Linked DNA regions of Gossypium hirsutum: all the other regions are linked to region 1. The links are chromatin contacts, called in public Hi-C maps. All regions are on one chromosome and are shown on one strand. Each heading gives the region's core, a stretch centred on a gene start, on an enhancer-like site or on the middle of the called end of the contact. The rest is flanking DNA. Distances are from core to core; before and after follow the strand shown.

What was found. Hi-C and Micro-C count contacts between places; a contact is called where the count stands out from the background.
Region 2: a Hi-C map of leaf shows a contact between it and region 1, with 2.3 times the contacts expected there. The contact joins the promoter of LOC107922301 here to the promoter of LOC107921581 in region 1. A contact is called at or near these places in 9 of 34 Hi-C or Micro-C datasets (callus and leaf).
Region 3: a contact with region 1 is called in a Hi-C map of leaf, with 2.5 times the contacts expected there. The contact joins the enhancer-like site here to the promoter of LOC107921581 in region 1. A contact is called at or near these places in 3 of 34 Hi-C or Micro-C datasets (all in leaf).

Annotation. Positions count from the first base shown.
Region 1 is chrD01:50,970,334-50,973,033 of Gossypium_hirsutum_v2.1, reverse strand. It overlaps LOC107921581 (axial regulator YABBY 4), which reads left to right and starts at 1,408. Exons shown (of 7, transcript XM_041087375.1): 1 at 1,408-1,611. The coding sequence starts at 1,609.
Region 2 is chrD01:51,129,599-51,132,298 of Gossypium_hirsutum_v2.1, reverse strand. LOC107922301 (putative nuclease HARBI1) reads right to left here and starts at 1,347. Exons shown (of 5, transcript XM_041087376.1): 1 at 770-1,347. It overlaps LOC107922302 (ABC transporter C family member 8), which reads left to right. Exons shown (of 5, transcript XM_041087378.1): 5 at 1-71.
Region 3 is chrD01:51,167,848-51,170,547 of Gossypium_hirsutum_v2.1, reverse strand. No RefSeq gene overlaps it. Among protein-coding and RNA genes, the nearest start is that of LOC107921854, 10 kb to the right of the region's middle. Within about 2 kb of position 1,312, at least 7 of the 9 cell types and tissues checked have an H3K27ac peak or open chromatin away from gene starts, as enhancers often do. A contact at or near this core is called in leaf, where this site is marked.

The sequences.
Region 1 (2,700 bases), core at 159-2,658:
GGATTCCTCGTCTCCATAAACTTATTTTAACCCAGGCCCATTTCCCTCCCTGGTTGTAAATTGATAATATCCTCTATTCAATTCATAAAAGCTTGGAACAATCTGTATATTTCCTTTAACAGAACACCTGGAATCTTGCCTATCTTCATAAACTATCCCATCTCTTTGCTATGTTCTAGAAAGTGAGTCAGCCCCAGGCATGAATGGTGACCCCTTGAACCAACAATCCAACAAATTCAATTAACGAATTTTGACATAATCCATGACTGTTAGGTCTTCCCATACCAACAACACAATAGTACAGCCTGATATTCTGATCATCGTCAGGCTTTTACCACACGCACCACTTAATTCATTTACTTAGTTGGTATTTAAATTTATATATCATCACCCAGGTTGTTATTTCCGCACTAACAAATGTTGACGTTACCCCGATGGCCAATCCTACTAGTGACATGTCGTAGCCTCTTAGTATGACTTGTGATAGATATAAATTAAAAAATTGTAAATCTTTTAGAAAATATAAATTACGTTTAAAAATGTATAATTTTTTGGACAAGTACAAGTATCAACTAGGTACTTTTTGAACAAGTTCATGGAGCAAACTACATATTAACCCTTAAAAAAGTAATACTATTAACAAATTAGGATAATGTGTGTAACTAAATATAAATTCAGATGCCAACTAAAAAAAATGCCACTTAGATACTTTTAGGCAAGTTTAAAAACTGAAAATAAAATAGGATTATGATTGTATGGTGAAGAAAGCTGTTACTAATCTGAAAACATCAAGAATTGCATCATGAAGTAGGAAGGATGTCGACTAAGGTTTTCATAAAAGTTTATATATGATGTTAGTTTTGGCAGACATTGCACTATGCGGTATTGCGTATGTTTAAGTGATAGGGTTAACTGTTTTATTAATTTAAAAGTGGAAGATGAAATGTGTGTGGGTGCACGTATGGATCCATCAATTAAAGTGGGTTTATCCCAAAATGGTTAAAAATTGAAAGCATATGAAAATTATATTAAAGTTATAGGAAGCATTGAGAGTCTTGATGATTTGAAGATGCTGTATTGACATTTCCATATATGAAGTATGGATGGTGGGGACATCACAGGGAGCACATGGGTGAGACAGTCAACAAGAGAGTGAAAGCAAGGTGAAATGGAAAATGGGGAAATAAATGTGAGCATTAAGGATGATGGTAGTGCATGCAAGGCAAGTAACAAGAACAAAGACAGCAGTGGAAAGTAGGGAAGTGAGGGCATTGCTCATTATCTCAATCAAACTTACCTTGTTTGAGGAAAGACAAAACCTGAGATGCCTATTTTCCTTCTCCATACACTCTTCTAGAAACTTCCCCTCCTCTTTTAAATGGTAAAAAAAAGCCTCTTGCCCTGAACTAGAGAGTAAATGTTACAGAAAACAACACATGAAAACCATTAGTCACTATGTCCCTTTTTCATCCTTTTAATGGAATTGGCTAACATCAAATGCTACACACCAAGGTTGAAGCTTGCGATTGTTTTTAGCAATTTAATTAAAACTCTGTGTGAATCACAACGTTGACAAGCTTGGGAGGGCTACTTTTGTCAGAACATGAAATGGTATTTCTTTCTTTTCTTTTTCTATTATTTTCTAAGAGAGATGATAACTGGGGGAAATGCTAGTCTCTTTTTTTTTTCTTTTCTTTTTCTATAAATATTCAAATATTTAACTTACAGTTGCATCATTGTAATTGTAAAGCACATGAGTGATTATATATTGAATTTTGGAGTAGAATTTTTTTTTGGAAAAGTAGATATGAAGTGATTATGACAATTGCCTATTCCGTCTCAACTCACCTATTATTTTATCATTATATATATATTATTTTTTATTATTTTTTGAAACATTATGTTTAAATATTTATTTGACACTAAAAAATGATAATATTAAAGATAAGTAACAAAAATTAAATTGACGCAGAACTGGGTGGGGTAGGACGAATATGGATGCATTCAACATCCATAAAAGTGATAATAATTTTTAAAATTATATATCTAATATGGAGCGAAGTGGATAGTGTAGCAGAGCATATTAACTATGAAGTGATGGTGGATTTATAGTAATATCTGTCCTCTCTCGTTCCATTGTCTTCCCTAAACTTATCTATGAATTTTATAATTTATTATTATTTTATACACTCAAATTTATTTTTTCACAAATGAGTTATGCTGTCTCATACATATGACAGGGTTATAACTTTGCTCGTAGAAATTTGTTATGCTATTGTAGATATAGAAGATACTTAAAATATTATATCTTACTTTATGATTATGATTTTGAGGTTATTTTTGTTTTTTTATATTTAAAAAAAGAAAAAAAATGCAAACTCATATAATAAAATTTGAAACTTATGTTATTTTTATTTTATTATTTCAATAAAGTTTAATTTTTACAACAATATTTTATAAATATATTTATTATATAAAAAAATTTCCATCATAAGTTAGTACAATTTATTATCGTGAATTTAAGCATTAACCACATATTTTAATCTGCTGCAACAACAACAAAGATTTGCCATATTTGAATATCATTTATTGTTCCACGAATGTATGTACTTAGTTTAAATTTGTTTAGCAACAATAATGAAAGCGCAATGCTTAAGGAATTAAGTGGTATAAGATATAACTAAAGAAAGGTAATATCCT
Region 2 (2,700 bases), core at 98-2,597, 160 kb before region 1:
AGCTCCAATGCTTTTTTTTATTCTACTCCTGTTGGCAGGATTCTAATCTCGAATAAGATCAAATTTACCAATAAGCAATGAGTTTTTTTCTTTTAAGATCAAATTCGAAGCTATGATGAGATTGATTTGACTTTAATTGGAGATATACTTAATGAATTTGTAACCTAGAGGGAACGGAACTAAGGAAATGGAACGGAATCAACATTGTAAAATGCATCTTCTAGAGAAATGTTGCATGTGGATTGATGAATATTGAAGATGATGAAATGTAGAATGTAGTTGAATTGTGTTTTGTTATAGCAGAGGTTTAATACTGAATTTTAAGTAAAAGTGCACGCGTAGAGATGAGGTTTTGTTTCCTTTGCGAAGGTTTGTGCTTTACCACCTTGATTGGTCTGTTGTTATACAGGAACTCAAAGATTGCATTAAGGGATTGCTGTATTTGGTGGGAGTGGTAGAACATCGAATCCGGGTTTTCAGAACTGATGGATACGGATAGAGAGAGACACAGAGACAAAGAAACATGTTTTCTATTTTAACTCAATGTTTTTAGTTTTTGTTAGGATGAATGCATGTATTACACCCCCCAAATAAATAAAGCAAGCCAAAACAAAGAAAGAGTTAAAATTCGGTTTGGGTTTTGATTCCAGAAACCCTATGCTAACATAATTTGTTTTGTCCATTATCTTAGCAGCCAATACCATCTGTTTCATCATGCATAAAAGTTCAGGCAACAAAACTCATCGTATGAAAAAAAAGATAAACTCACCAGTGGTGGAGAAGAGGAACAAAGCACCAGCAGAGGAACAAAGAACCAGTACAAGCAGAGGAACAAATAACCAGCAGAGGAAGAAAGAACCAGCACCAGCAGAAGAACAAAGAACCAGCACCAGCAGAGGATCAAAGAAGCAGCAGATGAACAAAGAACCAGAGATGAGAGAAGAGATGAGAGCAAAGTACCAGTTTGTGTGTGTGGGTAAAAAAGTAAAACAGCAGCTTAGAAGCACTTTTTGGCTGAAAAGCTATAAATTTTTGCTTTTTCATCTGCCCAAAAGTGCTTCAAAGAAGTTGAAAATTTAACCCCAAATGAAGTGTGTTCTTCTTTACTTTTCACCCAAAAGCACTTTTAGGTGTAAAAGTGTTTTTCCACCGGGTAGAAGAACTAGCCCTAACACTTAATTCAGTCAGCTACATTGTTTATGATAAGTACAAGCAAATTGATGAGAAAGAAGAGGAAGCAACGGAGGGCCGGTTTGAATTTGTATCGTTGAATTTTAAAACACAGTGGCCCAGTGGCCCGATTTAGACAAATAATGGGGTGAAATACTTAAGATTATTTAAAAAAAATTATTGGATGAAGTCGATTTTTTAAAAATTTTTAGTTGGAAGCGACCGCCTCCAAGTAACAGCTATTTTTTTCTATATAAACCCCAATTTTTTTTTCAATTCCATCTCAACTCATCTCTCTCTCAATTGTTTCTTAATTTCTCAACTCTTTTTTTATTAAATTTGTATTAAGGTTTTTTAAATTAATTTTTGCATTACAATTTATTTCGTATTTTTAAAATTAGTAATGAAAAAATCTCTAATTCGTTTGAATGACAAGCACATTTCGGTTGATCAATTACAAATGGTAAGAATTTTTTATTATATTTAATCTAATTTAATTTAAATATTTTCTTGTTCTACTAAAATTTAATAATATGTATTTTTTTAATATAGTTGGAAGATCGGATTTTAGAGATGTATATTTGTAAGCTACCCGCTCCTCTACTGTCCTTAATCGAACCATACTTGAGAGATGAGGGATTTTTGCATGTGACTCGTATGGGTAGGGGGTGTGAATTGGACTCCACACTTGTAAACGCGTTGGCGGAAAGGCGAAGACTCGATACGCACACATTTCATCTTCCATAAGACGAGTGTATTGTCACACTTGAGGACGTGCAGTTACTGCTCAGGTTATCGGTGGATGGGCCGGTAGTAACTGGGTTAGTTGTCACAGTTGATTGAAGAGGTGTATGCGAGTAACTTTTAGGAGGGTTTCAGACACGATTTATGAAGCCTAAATAGAAATGAATTAGTTGAAAAGAAATTTTGGTGGGCTGATGCGGAATTGAGTGAAGTCTAAAGAGAACAACACGCTCGGGCGTACATCTTTATGATCATCGAGGGTCTCTTAATGCCTGATAAATCATGAAATCTTATCCGTTTAAGGTGACTACTAAAACTCGTGGACTTTAGACGTGTTGGGGGTCAGTTGTGTTTGCGACATTGTATCGGTAGATCTGTTGAACGATGGAACCACAAATAAAATCAGTGGTTGCATGTTACTACTGCAATTATGGGTGTGGTACTGACTGCCATTTTTATGTCTTCAAGCGAACTACCCTTATACATTCTCATTCATAACAAGGTAAAATTTATTAGATAATATATTTATCATAATAAAATTATTTAAATTTTAAATTATTGTGTTAACATATTATTTCAATAGGTGGAACCATGTGCTGAGTTACGTGGGACTACGGAGAAGCTTTAAGATATACAACTTCTGTTAGATCAATGATCGGAAGCAAATGTATGCATTTTTTAAATTTGAATTATATAATATTAACGTAGTTTATTTAAAAATTAATAGTATATATAATTAAAATTTTTATTATTTTAATATAGTTTGAATGGACAACATACTCCGAT
Region 3 (2,700 bases), core at 63-2,562, 200 kb before region 1:
AGATAGAGATTATTTTCGGGCAAAGCTAGGGATGGCAATGGAGCAGGGTGTGGGCGAATATTGCTAAATCCACTACTACTCCACAATTGGCACGATCTTCACCACCACCTGCCCTTCTCCATTATGGATATATAATCTTGAAAACAACTACCACCTTCATGGATATTGGATGCATCCATCCCCGCCCCACCTGGCTCCGCTTCAATTTAATTTTTGCAACTTATCTTTAATTTTTCCAATCTTTTTAAATTCAAGTAAATATATAAACATAATTCTTCAAAAAAAATTAAACATAAAATATATTTTTCTATATTATGTTATTACATTTTTACCCTTTAATATTTTATATATAAAAGGATAAAATGGTAATTTCATACAATAGAGCGGGCCGGGGTGAGGGAAGCAATTACGATAACCACTCCATACCCACTATCCAAAAGAAAAAAATCTATCCCGCTCCACCCTACATCCACTTTTCAAGCAAAAATAATACGCTCTAAGAATCCATCGGGTGTTTTAGATTTTTCCATCTTTAGACAAGGCCCCGTAAACATAGGGAAATCGAACTAAATAAATATTTCGTTGTCTTCATTCCTATTTTCTATCGCAATGACACTTCAAGTAGGCATTGCTCCCTTATTATTTCAAGTTTCTACTAAGTTTTTAACAGACTATTCTCTAAATAAAACCCCGTAAACATAAAAGATTTTAAATTGCGTAAAAAAAACTTCTAATGTCTATTTCTATTTTTTCTAGTAGTAGTCACTCTGAATCAACTGGAACTCCTTTCAAGGGTAAAATTATTATTGTACCCCACTTTATTTTAAAATAATTATTATAAATATAATTTTAGTTATTATTTAATATAAAGTTTCTATCATTTTAATATTTTATTTAATAAATTTAAATATTATATAATATAAAATTTTTAATGTATATTTTATTTTTTTAATATTTTTTTTACAAAAAATAGTTTTAACAGAGTTTAATTGTTTATTATATTTATAATAAAAATGTTGTTGATACACTACTAATTTTTTAATTATTATTTTCTATAAATATTTTTAAAAATATTTATTTATTAGCTTCAAAAGTATTAAATAAAATACCACTTTCTTTATATATTTATACCTTTAAATAATATACTTCTCATTATGATTCATTCAACTGCCATTAATTGAATTCAAACACATATTCTATTATTGATTTTAATTTTTTTTAATAATTTGCTGGGTATTATTATTAGAACACCAAACACAATGTAGCCCAATAAAAGGCAAAAAAGTAGGCCCAATTATATGACCCAACCCCGCGAAAAGGCAGGAGATGCTCTGAAAGCCTCCAAATTGTAACAGGTACAATTAATATTAGCACGACTCCTGAAAACACAAACAGAAAAAGCTTCCAACTTTAATGGTTTCTCTTTTCAAAGTTTCAAGAACTGTTCATCTGCTTCCTCCATCTCTTTAGATCCCCCATCTCTCCAATTTTCATGACAGATTACTCACCCATCAGATCGGCAAGCTGCATAATCGTTCTCTCTCGACCTCCTCATATTCCAATGTTTCTTTTGTCTCAAACCCTCCGTCGCAAGTAGATGAGCCACTCCATTTTTTAACATTCCCCGTATTTGAACTTGCATATTTGAAAACTCCTGCTAAGCCCTTGACAGTCTTTTATGTAGGCATGGATTTTTGATTTGTCATTATCCTTCTGCTGTGCTTTTTTTATGACAGACAAGGCATCACCTTCTATCTCCACGGTAGTGAAACCCAAATCCAGTCCCATTTGAAGACATTAAATACAAGTCAGGGCCTCTGCTGTAAAAACCGAAGGTATGTTATCATTGAGAACAGTTCTAGAACCCAGGACTCTTCCATTTGCACCCTGAATCACTAGCCCTGAAATTTTCAAAGAACCAGGTAACCCAATCCAGAAAACACAGATTTTCAAATTAGCTAAGCCATGCACATTGTAATTGTCGCCAAATCTCCTTGATCGCAGGGCAGTCCCTAAAAGCATGCTTTAAAGTCTCTGTTGAATCTGCACATTTAGAACAAACAGTTTCGTTTGATAACCGCTTGTAATATAAATTACATAGAGTAGGGATATAATTCTTCGAGCATCTCCAGAATGTAATTTTCAATTTGGTGGGTAGTTGTAGGCCCCATAATTTTTTGTAAAACTGTCTGTATGTTGTCTGTTCAAGTAGAAGGTTAGGGTCCATTGATTGTTGTAGAAGCAATTTATAAGCACTGCGGACAGAATAGTCACCAGAGACCTCTCCTTTCCACACTTGAAAATCCTCATGTGCAATCCTCACCAAAGGAATTCTTAAAATTCTTTCAGCATCAATCTTAGAAAAGGTATTATGAATTAGCCCTTCATTCCACTGCCTTGAATCCCTTTCAATTATATCTGCCACCATCATTGAATCTGGGATAAGATCACTCATTCATACTTTGTAATTAACAAAAGCCTAGAACCCAAGTAGCCTTCGTAATTGAGATGTTAGTACTTGTTCCCACTCGCCACCACATTCCATCCTGTAGAATTCCTTTTGAAGCCCAAATACTTCGTCAAGTATATGAAGGTATACTCCCTAATCCTACATTGAGAAAGTCAGTTTCAATATAGTATTTAGCTTTTAACGTATGCGCTAACAAGGAATTTGGATAATTAATGAACCGCCATCCTTGT